Regions from separate parts of the Mus musculus genome. Here region 2 is linked to region 1. Evidence: chromatin contacts called from public HiChIP or PLAC-seq data. All regions are on one chromosome and are shown on one strand. Each heading gives the region's core, a stretch centred on a gene start, on an enhancer-like site or on the middle of the called end of the contact. The rest is flanking DNA. Distances are from core to core; before and after follow the strand shown. Region 1 has its middle 32 kb from the start of Prnd. Region 2 holds the start of Rassf2 (Ras association (RalGDS/AF-6) domain family member 2).

Evidence for each region. HiChIP or PLAC-seq counts read pairs in DNA pulled down with a chosen protein or histone mark.
Region 2: an H3K4me3 HiChIP or PLAC-seq map of bone marrow-derived macrophages shows a contact between it and region 1, with 2.1 times the contacts expected there. The contact joins the promoter of Rassf2 here to the enhancer-like site in region 1. A contact is called at or near these places in 12 of 39 promoter capture datasets (the 3T3-L1 cell line, the C10 cell line, the HPC-7 cell line and 7 more), 4 of 15 datasets of contacts at CTCF or cohesin (CD8 T cells, the NIH/3T3 cell line, large pre-B cells and 1 more), 23 of 484 Hi-C or Micro-C datasets (the AML12 cell line, B cells, the Ba/F3 cell line and 17 more), 18 of 115 datasets of contacts at active chromatin or transcription factors (the 230-238 cell line, CD8 T cells, the HPC-7 cell line and 11 more) and 4 of 9 other capture datasets (adipose tissue, liver, macrophages and 1 more).

The regions. Positions count from the first base shown.
Region 1 is chr2:131,979,998-131,986,555 of GRCm38.p6, forward strand. No RefSeq gene overlaps it. Among named protein-coding and RNA genes, the nearest start is that of Prnd, 32 kb to the left of the region's middle. Within about 2 kb of position 2,739, at least 19 of the 459 cell types and tissues checked have an H3K27ac peak or open chromatin away from gene starts, as enhancers often do. A contact at or near this core is called in B cells and bone marrow-derived macrophages, where this site is marked.
Region 2 is chr2:132,027,503-132,034,090 of GRCm38.p6, forward strand. Rassf2 (Ras association (RalGDS/AF-6) domain family member 2) reads right to left here and starts at 2,486. Exons shown (of 11, transcript NM_175445.4): 1 at 2,249-2,486. Gm31179 (a long non-coding RNA gene) reads left to right here and starts at 2,949. Exons shown (of 3, transcript XR_374996.3): 1 at 2,949-3,549.

The DNA of each region.
Region 1 (6,558 bases), core at 1,489-3,988:
TGGGGTTCCCAGGGATCATTCCAAATACAGTTCTGTTGCAACCACAATGGTTTCTTTCTTTGCTCAGCCCTACAAGTGTTCTCCATGTTTTTCAGTACATCTGTGTCATGAAATGAACCACCTTCTGTCCTTTATCACTTCGATTCAAAACCCAAACTTCCCAACAGTATCCATACAAGATGGGGTCCATCCCACAACAAAGCCTGAGGCAGGATTCAAACACAAAATGTTCTGTGTGGGAGCACAGAGAGGAGGAGGCAGGGATGGTATCAAGCTGCAGGAGGCCCCTTTGAGAGAATGCACAACATACCTCAGACTCCCCAGCCAGGAGCAAGAGAACTTTATCCACCAGCAAGCCTGCTGCACAGGGTAGGGTGGCTCTGGCCTGCTTCAAGTGGCTCCAGACAGAGCAGGGGCAGACACAGAGACAAAGAGACAGAGACAGAGACAGAGACAGAGACAGAGACAGGGACAGGGACAGGGACAGGGACAGGGACAGGGACAGGGACAGGGACAGGGACAGGGACAGGGACAGGGACAGGGACAGAGACAGGCAGGGGCTTCTCCTGTTGTCCCCAGGTAGGACTGAAGTGCTGAAGGAGATCTGACAGAGCTATTGGGTAGGGGTCCTTAGCTTCCTACAGACATGTAGAAGGAAGAGCAAGGTTTGGCTGGCCTTGAGTTCTGTCCTCCTATTTTGAAGAATGAAAAACCCTAAAACTACACAGAGAAATTCAAGTTCACAAGCTATCTCCCCAGTTCACAGCACAGAGTCCTTCTCCTATGCTTATATGGTAATATGGAGAAGCCTCATTTCTCAAGGCAAAAGTTCCAGTGGCCGGCCAGTCGTCTCTGCCAGGGAAACAGCTTCAGCCCAAACAGGAGGTGAGGATGAAGGTGTCCGTCCTGAGGAAACAGAAGGCAGACTTTCTCAAGCACCATTGTTCTTGAGTCTCCAGCACGCCAAGGCGATGTGGGGGCCAGCTGAAGGACACCCTGGCTCCGGCTTTTGTCACTGTTTCCTGATATTGGCAAGATTAGGGCTGGCCGGAAAGGAAACCCACCGAGCACAGAGACAGAGGAAAGTCCGAGGCCCCCCGGGGAGAAGTTGCAGCTGGCCCAGCAGTTCCTGTACTGTGCAGAGGAATGACAACTATGAGAGCAAGCCTTTGCCTGGGAATGTAGTAAAGGTGACATCACTGTCGAACTAGGCACCAGCTCAGAAGGCAAGGGCTGAGTTCAGCAGATGGGGGGTTTTCCACATGTATTTAAAACTCTTGTTTAATACCCTGTTCAGAACTTCTGGATAGGCGAATGTGGGGGCACCCACTCCCCCACTGCATCTTAATACATTTCACTACTCCCAGCTCCTCTAAAGGAGAGTGTTTGGAGGCCAGGTCCACACAGGTAGGATAATATGAAACTGTCAGGATGAACCTAGATCCAACATCAGGGTCCTTTCAAGAGAATAGTCTGTGCTTCGGTGTCCCCGCATAGAAGGATACTGAATTTCTCAAAGCCAAAGAACAGTTAAGGGAGTTAGAGATTGACAAGACAGAGCCCACGTCCCCAACCATCTCCGAACCCAACATCCACACTGAAAGCATTCTTCATGGGTACCGGTGCTTACTCATAAATGAGCAGTATCATTAACTTGTGGGGTGTGTGTGTTTGCATGCGCATGTGCACGTATGTGAGTACTCAAGTGTGCAAGTCTGTGCATATGAAGGCCAGAGGACAACCCCACGTGTCTCTCCTTAAGCTTTCCTTGGAAGCCATCCACTGTTCTGTTTAAGACAGTGTCTGTCTCTCACTGGTCTGGACCTCACCAAGTAGGCTCAACTGGCTGGCCAATAAGTCACAGAGGTTCAATGCTCTCTGCCTGTCCAGCACAGGCAGAGATAGTGAGCTATCCCCTCAGCCTTCGGGGTTTTGCAATAATTCTTGAGTCTTTTCAGGGTTGTGAGGATTTTAGTCTAAAACCAATAATGAGAGCAGTAGTTGCTGCCAGTTGAGGAAAACAGCATGAAGAGTCTCTGCATAGCCCTCACGAGACAAGAATAAATGCTGCATACATTAGGTCAGTGAAGAAAGGGAGGTGGGCAGCATAGATCACAGCCTCACATTAAAGGAGTCAAGATTTGATTCTGAGAATCCAGACACAGGAAACACCAAAAGAGCTGAGAGACTTAGCACGCACGCCTTTAATCCCGTGCTCAGGCAGAGGCAGGTGGATCGCTGAGAGTACAAGATCACCTGGTCTGTATAGTGACTTCCAGACCATCCAAGGTGACCTTGTCTCAAATTTTTAAAAAAGAAACATGGAAGGAAAAGATGGCGGGAGAAGGAGGACAGAATGAACAAATGAACGAATGAACAAAAGAAGAAAGGGGAAATACCGAAGTGCAAAATGCACCAGAAATACGTCAAAAACTATGTCCAAACCCACTGAACTCAGGAAAGCATAGTTCAAGGTGGGAAGCTATCACATTTTCCCCCTTACTTATGCAAAATAGTATGGGACAAATAGACAAACCAAGTAAGGACATCAGGGTAAAAGACATGGTCTACCTAGGCTACAATCATGAGTATGAGAGCCTAGAATCCACGTCAATTTGGGCTACACAACGAAAAATCACACACATACACACACAAACACACACACACACGCACGCACAGGCACTTGTACAGGCTAACTTTGCCCATCACTGGTAGAGCTAGGAAGCAGATGTTATGCAGTCATCGTCACCACCAGAGGGCATCCTAACATCAACCAGGACAGGCAAGGGTCCATGTCTAGTCCCTCTCACAGAAAGATGCAGGGAGTTTTTATTTGTTTGTTTTTGTTTGTTTTCATAAGCTACCACCTAGCCAGGTTGAAGAGAGGCCAATCTTCCCTTAGTTCCAAATCCTTCCGGGATAGACAATGACCTTGAATCTCTCCTAGAGCTTCTGTCTCCTGTCCTGCCTCCACAGGTGCCCTCTGGAGATGAGTTATTTAGGACCTCCCCTAATGCATGCTGGGAGAACCTCAGCCCAAGGCTCTGCCTGAACAGAAGTTGATGTTGAAGTGTGCCCCAGAGACACATAAACTGACACTCATCCTTCATCCAGAACTCCAGACAGAACAAGAAAGATGTTTGGTCTTTCTACTGTATGCCATCTCCAGAGGGAAATGCTCCAAGATGTCACAATTCAGCATAATGATGTCACAATACAGTATTATCATGGAACACTGTTGCACTGTGATGTCACAATGACACACTGGTGCACTTTAATGTCAAAGGATAGCATGATAATAGCACAAAGGAGCAGTGTAACAACTCAATACCACATTATGATATCACAGTAGCACACTGTTATAGAACAATAAACGCTGTGATGTCACCATCCAGCAATGCTGTCAGGGTGGGATGTTGTGGTGGCAAAAACGCAGCAGTGTGATGGCACAGTTCATTATTGTGAATTCACATGGAGCATTGTGATGTCACAGTCTAGCCCTGTGATGTCACCATAGAGCACTGAGACACTGCACTAAAGTACCAGGATGGTACAGTGGAACTGAGCTGGGTGATACAGGTGTGATGGGGTGAAGATCATAAGAAAGAACTCTGGTAAATTCTTACCCAGAAGCCAAAGGAAGAGATCTGGCACTCCACCCCAGGGTAACATATAACTTGAATTCCATCCCACCAAGGGAAGCTCGTTTCTTATCCCACCGACCCTTGGATGAATTACCAGAGATATGTAGCCATACACTCATTCTATTGGGAAAACCTGTCATTCCTTCAGCACAGGCAAGAAAGGTGTCTTGAACAGAAGGAATACAGCCGTGAGCGAAACAGAGAGAGCTGTGTTTTCTGGAAGCTTCCACTATAGAGAAAGGAGCTGACAGTGAGCAAAATGCTAGAGCTGTGTGCATGGCTGAAGTGAACCAATGACAAAGTGCTAGAGCTGTGTGCATGGGTGAAGTGAACCAATGACAAAGTGCTAGAGCTGTGCACATGGCTGAAGTAAACCATTGAGAAAGATGGCCGAGAAAAGGTTGGGTTGGGACTGCAGTGTTGACTACATGGGGGTTTGTTCTGGTTGCCTGAGATAGTCTCACAATGAGTGTTGGGCTAGCCTCGAAACTCTATGTAACCTAGTCTCACTATCTCATACCTCACATCCCAAGTGCTAGGATTATAGGTACTTGCCACTATTGTGGCAAAGCCAGATATATAATGAGCAGAGTACCTGGGTTAAGATGTCAAGATAGCTGAGTCCTGGGCAGTGAGAATGAATTAGAATAAGTTGCCAATATCTGCTATCTTCTCCTGCAGTGGGGGTGTGGCTAGACAGAGGAGTAAGATCACAGGTATGCAAGATGGGTTGAGGATCTGGGTAGGGGCTAGAATGAGGGTCCTGAAGACCACCTAGGAGTTCTAAGTTCATTCTAAGTACAGCTGGAGGCCACTGGGGTTCAAGATGAAAGAAAGGTAGAAAGATTCCTTCTGTGATCAGTCTTGGGACTACGTTCAGGCAGGGATGAAAGAAAGGCAAGGAAGCAGCCACAAAGTAGTAGTCTGGTCTGACCAAGTAATACCTTAGCCACAGGTAGGAAACGTGACAGGGACCAGAGGGAAACCAGAAAAGTAAGGAAACACAAGGCTTACTGAAAGCACCCCAAGGTCTGGGATGCTCAGCAGGTAAACAGCAAGGTATGCTCCCAAAATGATTCCCTGAGGCACCCCTAAAAAGTGAGTCAGAAGAAAAGGGATAAGGTTGCAATCCATAGACAGAAGGACACGGCCAGGGCCTGTGCTCTGTGAATGTCCCCCTCCTAGGGCTCTAAGGAGGCCTAGCAAACCAGAGCCCAGACCCTGGGTTGGCCCTTACAGCACAAGGTGAAGGCAGCTTTTAGCAGCCACAGCCCATGCTGCAGACATAGTCCACTCTCACTGTGCTTAGAGGAAGGAAAGCTGCAGTGAGATAGGACCATCTTCATCAGGGGCATCCGGCTCGTGCTATCCTAATGCTATGTTATGTGTTGTACAAAGTTTATGGTTAATTCTAAGCTCACTAGGACTTAAGCCCTTGGGATCAGAGTCAAGACCTTAGGTATGCCTTGGGCATCTTTGTGACTCTTCTTCTGCCATTATAATTCTTTATGAGGGAGAGCTGTCATTAAGAAGGGCAATGTAGGTTAGGGCTCGCAGCAGGGTGTAAGTGGGCTGACAGAGTTTGGAGTTTAGTAATTAGCTCATGGTTAATTATGCTTTAAATTTGTTGGTAATGGGAGGAGTTGAGGTTGAATCAATCATATATTAAAAGTCATCATTATTAGGAAGTCAGGGCCTTCTGGTACAGGGGCAGTAGATCCCCAAGCAGAATTAAAGCCAAAGTATATAATCAGAGTTTTGCTTGAAGGGGCATGACTGTGTTAAACCACTAGTTAGTTGATTGGTTCCACTGCTCTGAGGCCTGTAATGAGACAGAACACCATAGCAGAAAGTGCACTGTGGAACAACTGCTCACCATGTGGTGGCCAGGGTCTCAACATCCCCTTCAAGCAGATATTGACCTGCCTGCTCCAGCCCTTCCCAATAGGGCCACAACCCTCTAGTGTGGGAGCCTTTGAAGTGTGTTTAAGAACCAAATCACAGACCAGGCAGTGGTGATCCGTATCTTTAATCCCAGCACCTGGTGGCAGAGGCCACCCTGGTCTACAGAGTGAGTTCTAGGACATCCAGGGATGCACAGAAAATCCCTGTCTGGAAAACAAAACACATGCCCCCCACACACATACACACACAAACAAAAACAAAACAAAAAAACCAAAGCAAGCAAACAAACAAACAAACAGAAACAATCAAACCATAACAGCTGAGCTCATTTAGAGTCTAGTTACATCAAAACTACATAAAGTCATTTGGGGTTTAGGGCAATTTTGAACAGTTAAAACAGTTCTGGTGTTTTAGTTGCTTAATATTAAGTGTGAGAATTTTAGGCTCTTTTAGGATCTGTGGCCTCTGGGGATCTTTTCAGCAGTTAGACTACAGTCATTCACATAACGCTGCAATTTATGGACAGGTGTAATATATGATCTGGTAGAGTCTACTAGGACCCTTAGGATTCAGGGCTGTTCCTGGTAGTTTAGGGTCATGTGGAATAAGTTTGAGCTGAAGGATCTGAAATTAGATTATTTGGAGATGACTTAAGGTTCCTTTTAAAAGTTTTTTTTAGATTTTCTTAAATGGGCATCTTGTATGAGTGTTTTGCCTGCATGCATGTTTGTGCACCATTAACATGCCTGTTACCTGTGGAGGTCAGCAGAGAGTATCAGATGGCCTAGGACATAGAAGATGGGTGTGAACCACTTTATGAAATCTGGGAAGCAAACCTGGCTCTTCTTCAAGAGTAAGTGTTCTTGACTGCTAAGCCATCTTTCCAGTATCATTGAAGGTCACTTTAGTGGGGACTACATTTACAATGCCAAAGTCTTTGTGCTTAAAATATGTTGCAGATGGCCCTGGGGAAATGTATTTGATGTTAATTCTGTTCTCCTATGAGGGG
Region 2 (6,588 bases), core at 1,236-3,735, 47 kb after region 1:
CTCTGGCAGCTACACTCCTCACTATCTGCCTCCATCTCCTCCCAAGCTGTGAAGACACTTCCTCTCTAAGAATCCCAAAGAGGACAATCAGCTCAGGCTCTCTTGTGATTGGACAGCGGGTCTCCTTTCTGGCAAGCCCCAGAGTCCAGCCCAAAAGAGAAGCAGAAGTGTCAAAAGTACAGCCCTGCCCATACCTCTAGCTGGGATCCTTAGCCATCCCTAAGAGGCGCGCACACAGGGCCAGACAAGAAGCCTTGCTGCGAGGTACCAGGAAAGAAGTCAAAGGGAAACCAGTCAGCCTCTGAGACCCTAACAAGCGGACCCTAACACCTGAGAGAGGAAGTAAACTGAAAACAAGGGATGGCACTTATTGCCCTCCCCCTAAAAGACCACAAAATAGAGAGAAAGCAGGCACCTCCAAAGACAAGACACAGTGAGCTGGAGAGAGGTATGCTGTGGAAGTCAGAGCCTGGAGACATTGCCCTCGAGGAAGGGGTGGGGGGCGGGATGGAAGGTTGCAGAAACCAAGGGTGCAAGAACAGAGCATGCGCTGACCAACATGGCCCTTCCCATGGATGCTGGTGTGGGGATCTTGGATACCCTGGTCTCCTTTTAGCTAGGTTTCTCAAGTCTACCCTCATCATTTGTGCACGAATCCCATGTTTTGTTGTGTTTCTGCAGTACTCTTCTGCTCTTCTATTTGTTAAAGAAAAAATGGGTGTGGCTTCCCATGATCTCCCACCCCCACCCCACCCCGCCCCAAATACTACCAGTCCACACCTCCAAGAGTGGAGTGTGCCAAGTGGCCAGGCAGACTATTTATTCATAGCCCCCTTTGGTACTAAGGCAAGAAACATGCTTCTTTGCAAACAAAGGTCATCTCTCACTCCGCCATCATTTGATGCTCCTCTCTACCTTCCTGAATCCCGCTGGACTGCAGCAGGTCCTAGGAATCAGGCTTTAGTCCGGAGGAGGAACAGCCCATAAGCAACAGCTCAAATGAGCATCGCTCAGGAAAATACCACAGTTAGTCCCCTAGGACAGAAAGGGAGAATGAGAACAAGGGGAGGAAGGGGGGCACTCTTCTCAAATCCAGTATAGCTTAGCCACAGAGGTTTCTTTAACCCCCAGACCACCTGTAGGAAAAGCTTCCACTTAATAAACGTGGATTGAAAGTATGGCAAATCAACCTCAGGTTCCTCATTTACGTGCTCTTCAAAGATATCCCCTGGCTGAATCTGCCGGCTATCTTTTGAGAACCGTGACCCTAATTTTTTTCTTCCCACTGTCCCAGGGCCATTTACCGCAGGGACAGAGCCGGCTCTGACAAATTGTCATTTGTCCACCGCTTCCTCTTACAGGAATCCTCCACTTGCTTACCGTAACCCCTGGCCTCTGCTCTCAGGAAGAATCGTTTCTAATGCCCTGGTTTTCCAGACTCTTGGGACTAAAGCGCGCGCAGCATTGAGAAGCCTCGTGCTGAGCTTGCCACTGAAGCACAGTGGCTATCTGTCCAGTGGCTGTTCCAAATCTGCCCCTGTCGGGACTCCACCATTCTGCTGCCTCCCAGGGCGCACTCGGAGATAAAGCTGGGTGCAGAGTAAGCGCTCTAATACACGAGTGGCCAGGCCGTCTTTTGAAAGCACCTGCCTAGCTCGGTCTCCAGCGACCTCAGGCACAAGCTCCGGAAGGGACAAGAAACCCGGGAGGGGGAAGTGCGCCGAGCACCGCGCGCTCTTAAACTCTGAAACCCAAAGGGAACTGGGTTCGCCGCGGGTTGGAGATGTGGTCCCCGCCCGGGGAGCCAGAGTGCGCACAACAGTCCGACCCTCCCCTAAGCTCTACAGGCCTGCACCTGCTATCTCGCTTCACCTCTCCAGGGAGTTCGGGGACACCCTGCTCTGGGGATGGGGGCAATTTCCTGCCACTGCACTTAGTGTCGACCTCAGAAAAGATCTTAAGGGGTCAGAGCCGCAGCATGAGCTCCAGGCCACAACTTTCTACCCGGGGAAAAGGAGTGGGCTGGGGCGCCCGCCTGCGCTGCTTCTGGGGCAGCCCGCATATCTAAGCCCACCTTGTGGCTTGGGTGGCAAAAGGGGACAGGGAAGAGTCAGGGACCGGACCAGGCTGGCCACGGGCCACTGAGGGAAAACTTTGAGCTGGGTAGAGGGAAAGAGGACCACCAGCACCTTGCGCCCGCATCCTGTGCCAGTACCCGGCTCTTCGAGCCCCGCGCCCTGTGTCTTGCCTGTCTCCCGGACCATCTGCATCCGCTCTCGCCGCAGGGGTTGGAAAGTGGGGGCGCCGCTGCGGGGGTGGGGGTGCTCCAGCGTGCTTGGCCAGTGATCCGCGGGACCCGCTCGCTTGGGCCGGCCTGGGCGGCGACAGTGCGGTTGAGGGCGGGCGCCCCGCCCACCTGGCCCCTCCGCCCCGCCTCCCCGAGCTCTGCCTTTATCTGCCGATCCTTGACCAACCCACCCGCCACCCTGCAGTTCTCTCCCCACCCCTCTTCTCTTGCCTTTCTTTCCCTTCTCCCCCTCCCTCCCCTCTAGGGGGCGGAGCTTCTCCCCTCCCTTCAAGACAGACAATGCTGTGGCTTCGCGTCGCCTCCTCCCTTCATCTCTACCCCCCCCCTCCCCGCGTACCCCCACCCCACCTCGCGCGGGCTGCCAGCGTTTCTTCTCAGCAGGCCAGAGTGCATGAGGAGGAGGAGGCGGAGAGCGTGGGTGGAGGGAATAAGGTGCTGCCTCTCACCCCATCGCGCCTGCCCTCTCCAAGCCACGCCGAGATTTAGCCCAAGCTCTTCAGTTCGCCTGGCTCTGTGACAGTCACTCCCAGGGAGCAGCCCGCCTAGAGAATGCAGATTTCCTAGCAGAGGATGTGCAGTTGGTGGAGTTGGGTGGTGGTTCTTTCTAACACCCGGGTTTGTTCCCAAAAGGGTTTGAGTTGCCAAAGGGCTAAGTGGGCCCCTTCGACTCGGCAGGCCGGCAGACGTGACGGCAATGTGAAGGAAGTCAAGTTTCTTTGTCCATTCCTCACCTCCTCCTCCTCTCCATCCTTAGACCTCCGAGGAACTCTAGTGTATAGGAGGGAGCACCCAGCTACGGATTCTATACCCTCTAACCATAATTCTTCGTTTACATATGCCCGACCTTGCAGTTGGTCCCCAAACCAAAGGGGAAGGGAATCTAACGGTTAAAGAAAGGGCAGCCAAGCCTCCAAAGTGCATCCCATCTGCCTGGAAGCCAGATATTCTCTTTTAAACTCATTGTTTGGATCTTGGAATGTGTCTCCCATAGAAACAATGTTATAAACGGCTATCCGTTCCCAGACCAGCCAGCCTCAAATGTGCGGAGGCCAAAGCGCAGCTGCGGGGTGGTGCTGGAAATGTCCCACAACACTGAACAAGAAGGCTACTGATCGGCTTTTTCTACTGTGAAAGGGGAGGGGGGTGTTAGGGAGATAAATGCATCTAGTTCTTTCCCCTTGAGCTATAAACACAAACCGGGTCCATTAATTTCTTTCACTGGAGCCATTACTGTGTTTCAGGTAAGCTGCTTTCCTTCGCAGCCTTTCTCAAGCTAGATTTGCAGGGTGAGCTGAGGAACTCTCCAGGAAACCTTCTCCAAGGGAATCTTTCTTCTCTTCTAACCTGGCCTTCCGTGACCTCAGAAACAGGACAAAGGGCAGCCATGACTCCTAACAGCAGGGCTCTGGTTTTGCTATTGAAGAAGTCTGTGAGATGCTGCTAGAATTCTTCAGTTCTAGCCCAGCCTCTCAGGAGAGCCGCTCCCTGGCTCCCCTGGCTCGCGTTGAGTCAAATGGTCATCTTATAACCAATCATCTGGCTTCCTGCCAATGAGGGTACACTCCTAATGCCCGAAATACTGGTCCTTGACCCTGTTAAATCCAAACCGGGCAAGGCCTGATGACGTGCACACATAATTGCTCAGGAGGCTGAGACAAGAAGAGTGTGAATTTGAGACTATTCCGTGCACATAGTGAGACCTTTAAAAAGCACCTCCGTGAATACAGTGAGTGGTAATCTGAGTCACTGGAAAACACCGTTCTAATGGTCTGTTTCCTCATATCGAGGCTGTGGGAGAGGAGAGTGGTCCTTCATCTTTTCAGAGAAGACAAAGATGATGCATCTGGGCTGGAGATGCTGTTTCTCAATAGGAAACACACATTGAATTTTCTTTTTTTCTTTTCTTTTCTTTTTTCTTTTCTTTTCTTTTTTTTTTTTTCTTTCGAATACTGTATAGTCCTAGCTGTCCTAGAACTCACTCTGTAGACCAGGCTGGCCTTGAACTCAGAAATCTGCCTGCCTCTGCCTCTCAAGTGCTGGAATCAAAGGTGTGTGCCACCACTGCCCAGGAGAAACACACTTTGAATTTTACCTTTCAACACTGCAGACTTCCACATGCAGACTGCACAGGAAGGTCTACTGTCTTACGAGAGCAGCGAAGGAGCTCCGTCTAAAAGAAACTGCCCAATAAAAAAATGATACCAAATACTGGGGCAGTAACTCAGAAGAAAAGGGTGGGGCCCTGGGTTCCTCACAAGAGCTATGTTATGCATTTAAATTTTCTAGTAGCCACGTTAATAGTAGTTGGAGAAAGCCAGGCATGATAGCACACACCTATAATCCCAGCATTTGGAAGACAGAGGCAAGAGGACTGTGGGTTCAAGGCCAGCCTAGGGTATAGGGAAACTCTTGTCTTAGAGGTGGTGGTGGAGGAGAAAGAGGAAAATAAATCAGGTAAAATTAAGTTTTATAATATTTCTGTTTAGCCTGGTGTGATAAAAACAAAATTTTAACATGTTATCAATATAAAAGTAGTTTGCTGGGCATGGTGGCACTTGCCTTTAATCCCAGCAGTTGCAAGGCATAAGCAGGATATCTGTGAGTTCCAGGCCATCCAGGGTTACATAGTGAGACCCTGTCTTAAAAACACATAAATAAATCTTAAATACACAATAATATAAAGAAATTACTCATGAAGTATTTTATATTTGATACTATATATTTAGTATATTTTTGCACAAAGGATGAAATGGGTACATGTTTAAACTTCAGCACATCATAATTCAGATGTTAAATTTTTATCAAAAATTTCTCAATGTGATTCATGTATTTAGGAATATATGTATGTATACGTATATACATGTAATAGCAATTTATTTTTAAAAGAGGCCATGAGTTTGAAAGAGAGTAAGAAATTATATGGGAGGGTTAACATGGAGGATAGGGAAGGAGGAAATGATATAATTATATAATCTCAAGAGATAAAAGAAGAAAAAAATCTCAATCTATAGTTACATTTTCAAAAGTTCTATTTGGACAAGTAGACTCACATATCTAAGTGGATCAAACAGGCTTCAGACTTACTTAGTAATTGCATTGGGAAGCAATATCTAATTTTAATTTGAGTTTTGAGTAAATAAACTTAAAATTCTGTTCCTAAAGAGCCCAAGTATGGTATTACCATACCAGCCAGGTATGGTAATGTACTCCTTTAATGCACTCCTCCAGCATTCAAAAGGCAGAGGCAGGCAGATCTAAGTGTTCAAGGCTAGTCTATTCTACAGAGTGAGTTCCAAGCCAGCCAAGGATATGTAGTGAGACTCAGTCAAAAGAAAAAAGAAAAAGAAAAAAGAAAAGAAAGGAAAGGAAGGAAGGAGGAAAGAAAAAAAACAGCAAAAAGAACTGGAGTTAACCAATTCAATAACTACACATGACCAACAGCCTCCACAGGAGGATGACCCCGACTAATGGCTTCCAGATTGAGTTGAAGAAGCCCTCTAATTCTCATTAGCAAAACACAGGCAGAAATGTAGAACACCCACAGAAAGTGATTTTCCCACTTCCTTTAGCTCTCACTCTTGCATCTGGAGAGGTCTGTGCTGGGAAGTAGGAGGATATGCCCCCCCCCCATGATTATACAGAGGGAAGGTCTGTGTTTAGCTTACTAGGGTCACCATATATTCTGGGGTACTACAAGGCATGCAGAAGTTTAAGAAAAGCTAAATTGTGAGGCACAGGCTAGACTTGGATGCAGGCCATCTGCTTAGGACCCAGAAAGCAAGAATGAAGGAAGGAAGGACATTAAGAGTGTAGAGAAGAAAGTTGCCTGGTATGTTAATAGATAAACTACTGCTATGAGCATCTAGGGCTGTGGTCCTCAGGGTCCCCTCTGAGGAACTAAATAAGTGCACCTCAAAGCTGTCTCCTCTGAGGCTGGGGAACTGCACAGCTTATGGAAACCTGACCATTTGAGTATTGCTTCCAGCCTATTGCTCAGCCCTTCTGAAGGGTGTGGCCTTTGTTGGCCTCAGGGAAACATCTGAGAGGAAAAAAAGAGCTGTGGCTGCTGTTCCTGTGACACAGGGACAGAAGAGACAGGGGGAAATTAAGGGGACACAAGAGGGGACGATGCCTCTTCCCATGGAATCTGGGTGTGAGTCAGAACCTCGGCTAGTATATTACAACTGCCTCTCCAGCCGGCGTTTGACTTCCCAAAGACATTTCAACTGAGGGCATCCCTAAGTCTGGACAACACGCCTCACAAGACAACCAACAGTTCA